3 separate regions of the Mus musculus genome follow, and regions 1 and 3 are each linked to region 2. Evidence: chromatin contacts called from public promoter capture Hi-C data. All regions are on one chromosome and are shown on one strand. Each heading gives the region's core, a stretch centred on a gene start, on an enhancer-like site or on the middle of the called end of the contact. The rest is flanking DNA. Distances are from core to core; before and after follow the strand shown.

Region 1 (2,848 bases), core at 267-2,766, 1.8 Mb before region 2:
CTACATGGCAGAAAAAGATATGGACATGGGTAACTGATATCCTGGTTGGCAAGTTAAGGCATGGATGTTAGGCAATGCAAGTTGATCCCCCAACCAATGGGAACAGGATACGTGTACAACAAAGACCTGCTCCAGAGGAAGTCCTTATCCCTAAATCCTGATTGGTGGAAGAACTTGACACAGATGTTTGTGGATTTCAGACTTAAAAAGCTCTGTAGATTCTGGCTCGAGGTTGCAGTCAGCTCCTGAGTCTGGTCTTTGACCCTGATCAGTCAGTCCCAGGACATACGCTCCATAAACTATCCCTGTCTGCCTGAGATCAGTGTTTGGTGGTTTGTCTGGCGACTCCTTGACCCCAACAATATATATCTTAATTTTAAAATAGTGAAACATAATCAGCTTTTTGTTATTATGACAATATGACAAATACCGGAGAAAACATGAACTTAAAGGAGAAAATACTTATTTTGGCTCAGGTTTTTATCCATGGTGAACTGGTTTTGTTAGTGTGTGCTCGGCACAAGGCTGAACATCATGACAGGAAGGGGTAACACACATCTCTCAAAGGTATACTTCCAGGGACCAACTTCCTTTAACAAGCCTCCAAGTCCTCATATTCTACTAGCTTCTAATAGTGACATGGAACAATCAGTCAATATTAAACCGTTCATTAACTCAGAGTCTTCATGATCCAACTTCCTGAAAGCCCAGCTCTGAACACTGCCTATCTTCCTGAGCTTTCTGTGTGTCAAATATACATCCTGTCAATAAGTCCAGCTTTATGACATTAGTGTTCACAGTAGCTAACTAGGTAGTTGTATGATGGACAATCCAGTTTACTTTCTTTTTAAATCCCTTAAATGGGTAACCATAAACAAGCCCCGGGTAGTTTAAAGGTTGGGAGGCATGCAATAGAGTAGTCTTTATATTATGATACTAAAATAGATAAAATAGAAAAAATAAAACGACTAATGCCTCGGGAGCTTTACATTTATTTATAAAAATAGATTGATTAGTTAGTATATCATTTTGACATCCCTTGTCACTTTGGAAATTGCGATTCTGGCATTTCACTACTTAGAAGTCAAGAAGCTGAGATAGATGGGTAAGAGAAAAGATCCAAAGGTACCATTCATGCAGAACGTGGAGGACTCATGCACCCATTAAGTGACACCACAGCTAAGAGTTGGGGCTGGACAGAAGCAGGCTATGATGACCTTCACGATGTTTTCTGGCACGTGGAACCGCCGCATAGATTTGGAAGTTCCTGACTTTGAACCTCTGGCTGTCAGAGAATACAGCGCCACCGGCTACCCCGACCCGCCTGCCCAGCCCCCGTGACTAAGGCAGAGAAGGTTCCAGACTGGGCATCAGAAACCGGGGAAGGATGGGGCAGCACGAGATGCGCGCGGGTACTGTGAGCAGCCTGCACCCCATCCCGGGCACCAGCGGTGCTTCTGGGAAACGTAGTCTTTTGCGGTGTGCGGCGCTGGGGGCTGCCGGATGAGGGACTACGATTCCCTTCGGTCTTGCGCAAGCTTTGTGCATCGCGCTTGCGCGTTGTGGGGGACTATGCCGCTATAAAGGCTTGTTTTGCTCAGGGTCCGATGTTCGCGAGCGTGCCCGGGCTGTTTGCTCTCGTGTGGGGAGGCTGGGGTGCAGGTAGGTGACGGTTCACGCCTTTTTCATGCAGTGTCGGAGGCTGTCACGGGCTCACTTCTTTGGGCTCTCCAAGGCGGGGTGGGCGGTGGGAAGCCTCGGACGGGAGAAACGGGGCCTGTCTCGTTCCGATCTCGCGCGGTCCCCGGCTTGTTGGCGACCTCGCGGGCTGTGCGGAGGTCTAGATGTTAGAAGGCAGGAGGGGAGGTTTGATGGGTGGTCACGGCCGGCTCCACTCTCCGCGCGGCCACCAGGGGGAGCTGCGTTCGCTGTGGGTGGGTCGTGGAGCCTGTGCTCGCAGGCCCGGGGCTGGCATGGGAACGCCCTAGGGCCGGGTGGCGGAGCTGTCCAGAGAGAAGCCCCAACCTCCCTCCGGGACTGGAGGCTGTCAGCCACTTACTACGTAAGTCATTATCTATGTTTTGTTTTGTTTTTTGTTTGTTTGTTTTGCTACTGGTATGTGGAGGTACGTGGCATCAGCACACACAGCGAAGCCGAGGTAGAGATGGGAGCCTAGATCTTCTGTCACCAGTGTCCTTTTCGGTGCTGACACGCAAAGGAGCTAGTGGCTTTGTGTTTATAACACCTGGATTTGGTGTTTTCGTACAGATGTGGGAGTCTCGATGCAGGTGGGCACAGGAATGACCGGGGAAGTCTTGAGTTCCGAAGGGAGAAATGGATGGGTTTTACTGGGGTCTCTGGAGTAAGTGACAGGTGAGGGAGCTTGGAGGCACAGGTGGGCCCTGGGGGAGAGGTGGGGGGGGCGTGATAAGTGGTTCAGCTTCCTTGTAGCTTCCAGTAGCTTCCAGTAGCTGCAGGGCCTGAAGGAGCTTCCTGAGGCGCCTAAAACCTGAGAGATGTTGCGATAACAGAACTTGGAAACACCAACCTGGTTAGTTACAGTTCTCCAGGCCTACACAATGCCCCTCCCCCCTGCAGAATCGTCACATCCACCCCTCTTCACTGGAAAGAGAATTTTAGAGCAAAACCAGGTGGCCCCCAACCCTGTCAGTTTTGAGTCGGGGTACTAATGTGAGAGTCCCCACTTTGTTTATTCTTCTTTCTCCCTTTATAGTGCTGGCTTAAACCAAAATATGCCAGGTTTTCCTAGTCCTGATACACACACCCTTTCCTTTGGATTTGGCAGGGCTGGGGACTGGAAAGAACCTCTGGCCTACATGCTTTTATC
Region 2 (2,700 bases), core at 79-2,578:
TGGGCCCTGGACCGGCGGCTGTGAGTGGCACCACAGGCCCCCGCCCCCGGGCCCCCTGCGCTGGGCTGGGCGCGGTGCGGCTGGGCGTACGCAGTCGGAGGCGGCGCCGGTCAGGCCCGGGCGCCTATGGACGCGCGGAGCCCGCTGTCTGCCCGGGCCAGCGCGTTCAGCATCGCCTCTCTTGTTGCAGCCGAGGCCTCGGAGGGCACCGCCCACCGGGGCCCCAGGCCCTCGGACCGGGCGAAACTTCGCCGGCTACCAGGATCCCCAGCCGGGATGCACTTCAGCACAGTCACCAGGGACATGGAAGGTGAGCCCTTCTGTCCGCGTCTATACTGTCAGGCCGCCCGCCAGTCCCCTGCTGTGAGGCCCTGCGGCCCAGCGGGTGGGAAGGAGCTCTAGGCCGGGTGGGCTCCAACCTTGAAGCTGGGACTCTGGGACAGGAAGAAAGGGCGGCATTCCCCAAAGTCAGTCCACCCACCATCCTAGGACTCCAACTTCTGGGATTGAGCAGTCTTCTGAAGTCTGAAGAAGGGGCGCCTTTGAGCTGGAAGAAGCAAAGATGGTTAGAGAAGAGTCAGGGAACGCAGTAAAAGGAGGGGGCGGGGGAACAAAAACAAACAAACAAACAACAACAACAACAACAAAAACCAAAAATACAAATCAATGAGAGCAGCCAAGAGGGGAAAAAAAAGGAGAAAACAGAAAATATGACAAAGGTGAGAAAGGCAGATACACGCAAAGGAAATAAAGATAACGAAAGAGAAAATGAAGGATAGGATAGCTTGAGACAGAAATGTAACTTCATTAAAGAACAAGAGAAAGGCTGAAGATTCATTTACGATTGAAAGGGCAAAGACGAATAGTAGAGAACACACAAAAATAAGAGGAAGAAGTTAGACGGAAGGGAAGACATGAAAATTTGAAATTGGAGAGAGTGACACCGAGAAAAGAGAGAGGCAGGGGGTTTAAGAAGAAGCTGGAGCGAGAGAAAGGAGACAGAATGTGAGAAGTTGAAACCAGGGACACAAAAGGTAGAGGAAGAAGAACTTGGGGAGCGTCTGGCACAGAAGAAAAGCCAGAGCGCGCTGGCGGCGGGGAGGGCCGCGCACCGGCCCGTCGTCCCCGGAGCCGGTCGGAGCGGTCGGGGGGCCCGGGCCCGCGGAGCCTCGGCGGGGGAGGGGCGGGGGGAGGGGCACGGGCTATTGTCTCGGCGGGGCGGGGCGGGGCGGGGCGGCTCCGCGGGGCCGGCCCGCGGGGTGGGGCGGTGCGGCCCGGGGCGCGTGCGGCGCAGCGCCCGCCACTCGGCCCGCCGCGCGGGACGGCGCTCTGATCAGCGGCGGGTGGCCTTCGGGTCATGATCTCCGCCGTGTCTAGTCCGTGGCTCACGCAGCTCTCGCACTTCTGCGACGTTGCAGCCTTCGCAGCCAGCAGTCTGAGCGGCCTGGGATCCCCGTCGCCTGGCGCCGACCCGTTCGGCCCTCGCGAGCCGCCGCCACCGCGCTACGATCCGTGCGCTGCAGTCCCCGGTGCCCCGGGCCCGCCGCCGCCGCGCGCCTATCCTTTCGCGCCCGCCCCCGGGGCGGCTGGCAGCTCGGCGGCGGAGTCCGAGGGTCCGGGGGCTAGCCGCGCGGCTGCGGTCAAGGCTCCGGTGAAGAAGAACCCGAAGGTGGCCAGCGTGAGCGTGCAGCTGGAGATGAAGGCGCTGTGGGACGAGTTCAATCAGCTGGGCACCGAGATGATCGTCACCAAGGCAGGCAGGTCAGGCGCCCCTTCCCCGCGCCCCTGTCCACGTGCGTTCTGTGCCTCTGACTGCGTGTCAGGGATGCGCAGGAGCCCGGCTGAAAAGCGGATGAAGGTGCAGCGGGGCCACCTGCGAGTCCTTCTGGCCTCTCTGCTGACCCGGCTCCAGCGACAACCCGCGGAGCGCCAACCGCGAGTCCTGGGACTCTTCGAATTCGAGGGAAATCTTTGGGCCGAATGTGCGCCCGACTGCGGCGGTTAGGCAGCTGCCACCTAGGAAACTCCCGCGTGGGTTTCGTTCAGTATGTAGGGCAATCCAAAGAGCAAACATCCCCTAGGTGTATGGATAATTTTAGGAAAGAGTTAAGACCCTTAAAAGCCATTGCGCTCATTTTCCGGGAACTCGAGACCTGGTTTTCCTGGGCCTCAATTTTGGCCGCTTGTGGGCCCGGTTCTTCACAAGCCTGGCAGGGTATCCGTGCCAGTGCCTGGTTATTTGTTTTCAGGGCCGAGAGGGAAAAAGGAACAATTGCAGATGCTCCCGATTTGACCAGTAGACAAAGGCGGGTGCTGGGTTGTGTCTAATGTACACACCAGCTCCGTGGCCAAGGAGGCTCAGGGCCTGTTTGCAAAGCCTTCTCGAGGTTTCTGTTTCCCTGCTGTGCAGCCCTCCCTGGGGAACTTAGGCCTGTCCTTAGCTGCTGCTCTGTGGATTTTCTCCAGGCTCTTTAGCTGTCCATACCACCCAACACAGCCTCCTGAAGACAACAGCGGCTTGGCCTTCTGGTCCGGGCAGGCAAACGAGGGCCGTGAATGTCACTGGAGGGATTTAGAGGAGAGGGAGGAAATAGGAAAACATACGCTGAGCCTTTTGCAAACAGGTTCTTGGGGAGGCTCTGGCCAGGTCTTGAGAGTTGAAGGCTGGAGTGCTGGGGTGTCCGTGTGACTTGGGGGGAG
Region 3 (2,806 bases), core at 139-2,638, 1.9 Mb before region 2:
GCCGGGACCTGAACTCAGGTTTTCTGGAAAAGCAGTAAGAACTCTTCAATGCTGAGCCCCTTTTACAGTTATTTCTGGTTACTGTCTTTTCAAAATTTCTAAGTGTGACAAAAATTAGGTCTGTATGTAGTAGCATTAATCCTGCCATCTAAATTGTGTCTCCAAATCTGCCAAGTCAGTCACTTCTGGCCTGGTGTTTACCAAGCAATGGGCAGGGATAACAGAATGCCTCGACTGCCCAAATTATTTTGGTCAAAATTAAGGTAGAATATTTGAGTAACGGGGTTAATCTGGTTCTAGATTTCTGGATTAGTCCAGATATTAATTTCACTGAGGTTAGTTTAACAGACTTTTTGAAACTGAAAAGTTAACCCTTGAAGCCCAGTGACAAGTCCAAAGAAGGTGAGAAAGAAAATGCAAAATGGAGGTTGAGCGCTGAGCAAAGGACCAAGTCCACAGGTATCAACCTCGGGTGGGGGATGGTGTGTGTGACCTCGGGGGGGGGGGCGGTGTGTGTGTGTCCTGGACGAAAATGCAATATTTAGTTAAGGAAAGGGTTAGCTGGAATTGCTAGCAAAAGACCAGGATGACCCCAAAGCACCAAATACAGCTGTGGGAGTCCCTAAAGGTCTCCTATGGCAAAGGTCATAGGAGCTTGGGAGGAGCGAAAAACAGCGAAAAGAGATAGACAAGAAAAAGAGAAAGCTGAGAGACAGGGCCTACTCTTCTGTTAGTGAAGCATAGGGGGCTGGTGGAGTTTTTCTCAGCTGAGGGAGGAGAAGACATCTAGGCCCGGGAGATGTCACCACGGGATGCGGGGGCTGTCACAGGTCTGAGGTACAAGAGCCGTGGGGGTAAACCAGGAGGATGGAATCTCTCAGTGTTCGAGAGAGACCTGTCACTGTCCAAGGGAGTGGCACCAGGGGATGTCAATGTCCTGGGGGATGGGGAAATAGGAAACCCCGGGGTTGAGCGGTTGTCAGGATTCTAGGGATGGGGCGCCGCGCGGCGTCTCCCGCTCTAGGATTCCAGCCCTAGTCTCTTCCCGGAGACGCCTGGCGGGTCACTGGAAGGCGTTGCTCCCCGCCCTTGCTGCAATCGCGCCCAAGGCACCCCCGCCCGGTTGTCTACTCCCTCCCGGGTCTGAAGGCTGAGGCCACTCCCCGGTGCGGGCAGTTTTCCACCCAGCACCGTGCAGGGCAAGGCAGGCTACCACAGCACCCTCGTCGCCTGATAAGGACCTCTAAGTCAAGCCTCCCAGCTCACCTGGAGTCAGCAGCCCCCACAAGGCCGGCCTGGCCACTCTCGGATCCCAAGATGTCCGCCCGCCCCCAGCTCGCCTGTCTGCTGCCTCGGCTTTCACTGCAGTGCTCCCGCCCCACCCCGCCCCGATCGCAGCTGCGCCTGCGCGCTCGCCTCCAGCGGCGACTACAAGTCCCGTCAGTCCCCGCAGCTTTCAAGCTGACACATCTGAGCGCCCTAGGCTCAACAAAACTACAACTACCGACAGCCTTCAAGACAGAGAAGACGTCAGCTTTAGTGCGCCTTGCAAGCAACACGTGTCGTGATACACTCCAACCATTGTTTGCTTCACTGAGAATCACGGGAAGTGTAGTCTCTGCGACCCTTCCTGTTCCTAGTTAAGTGGGGTAGCTTTAAGAGACCAAAGCTATTTGTCGAAACCAATTGTAAATTTTGAATTACTATAGTCTTTTATTGTCTCCAGATTTCGAAGACTGGCTACTTTACAAACACAACTTGGCATAAGCTTGTTACTGCTGAATTTACTGTTTTTTTTTTTTTTTAAACACCACGTTTGATTCTCCCAAACGTGTGTGTGTGTGTTTTTATATATATATATAAAATTTATTTGTATGTATTTTATATATATTCTAGGATTGGACTGATCCCTTTCTCAGGGATAATTATCCAAACAGAAAAGCTGGGAAGGAAGACAGCTAAACGTTAATGTTTTCCTCAGCTAAATCTGTGACTGTGGTGTGATGGTGACGTATGCCGTTAATTCCAGAGTTCTGGAGGCAGAGGCAAGAGCATCTCTGTGAGTTTGAGGCCATCCTGGTCTAAATAGAGAGTTTCAAGACAGCCCAGGCTACATAAGAGACCCCTTTTGCCCTCTACTCCAGTTTAGTTGGGCATGGGATTTTAAAATCCCATTTCTCCTTTAATCCCAGCACTTGGGAGGCAGAGGCAGGAGAATTTCTGACTTCGAGGCCAGCCTGGTCTACAAAGTGAGTTCCAGGACAGCCAGGGCTACAGAAAAACCCTGTCTCGAAAAAAAAAAAAATCCCATTTCTCAACTGTGCAGTGGTGGCACATGCTTTTAATCTCAGCACTGGGGCGGGGGGGGGGGGGGGGGTAGAGGCAGGCAGCACTCTGAGTTCAAGGTCAGCCTGGTCTACAGATCAAGTTCCAGGACAGCCAGGGCTACAAAGAGAAACCCTGTCTCATAAAAACAAAAAAGGAGAGAAAAGATTTCCTATGATATCCAAACTGAGAGAATGAGGAAGAGCCAACCTGGACACAAACAGCTGTCTGATTATTGCCAAATCAGGAAAATTTGGTTTTTCTCTCAGGAGACAGAGACATCCTGCTGCCTAAACAGGCCAGAGACTTCTATGGCAGAAAGGAAGTGGGTGGGTGCTTAAATCTGGTTGCTAACCCTACTATTCCTAGCAATCTCCTTCTAAGTAGCGAAAACCCAAAAACTTCTAACTCCTGAACTATCATTCAAGGCTTCATATCTATCTTTGCAAAGGTTTTCTCTTCCCAATATACCCTAAAAGTT

The links. Promoter capture Hi-C pulls out the DNA fragments that hold promoters and counts their contacts.
Region 1: a promoter capture Hi-C map of hippocampal neurons shows a contact between it and region 2, with 4 times the contacts expected there. The contact joins the promoter of Abcc5 here to the promoter of Tbx1 in region 2. A contact is called at or near these places in 2 of 39 promoter capture datasets (cranial neural crest and hippocampal neurons) and 1 of 115 datasets of contacts at active chromatin or transcription factors (astrocytes).
Region 3: a promoter capture Hi-C map of cranial neural crest shows a contact between it and region 2. The contact joins the promoter of Ap2m1 here to the promoter of Tbx1 in region 2. A contact is called at or near these places in 2 of 39 promoter capture datasets (cranial neural crest and maxillary cranial neural crest) and 1 of 115 datasets of contacts at active chromatin or transcription factors (embryonic forebrain).

The regions. Positions count from the first base shown.
Region 1 is chr16:20,425,062-20,427,909 of GRCm38.p6, reverse strand. It overlaps Abcc5 (ATP-binding cassette, sub-family C (CFTR/MRP), member 5), which reads left to right and starts at 1,516. Exons shown (of 30, transcript NM_013790.2): 1 at 1,516-1,662.
Region 2 is chr16:18,585,597-18,588,296 of GRCm38.p6, reverse strand. It overlaps Tbx1 (T-box 1), which reads left to right and starts at 1,328. Exons shown (of 7, transcript NM_011532.2): 1 at 1,328-1,761. The coding sequence starts at 1,358.
Region 3 is chr16:20,534,062-20,536,867 of GRCm38.p6, reverse strand. It overlaps Ap2m1 (adaptor-related protein complex 2, mu 1 subunit), which reads right to left and starts at 1,388. Exons shown (of 12, transcript NM_009679.3): 1 at 1,267-1,388.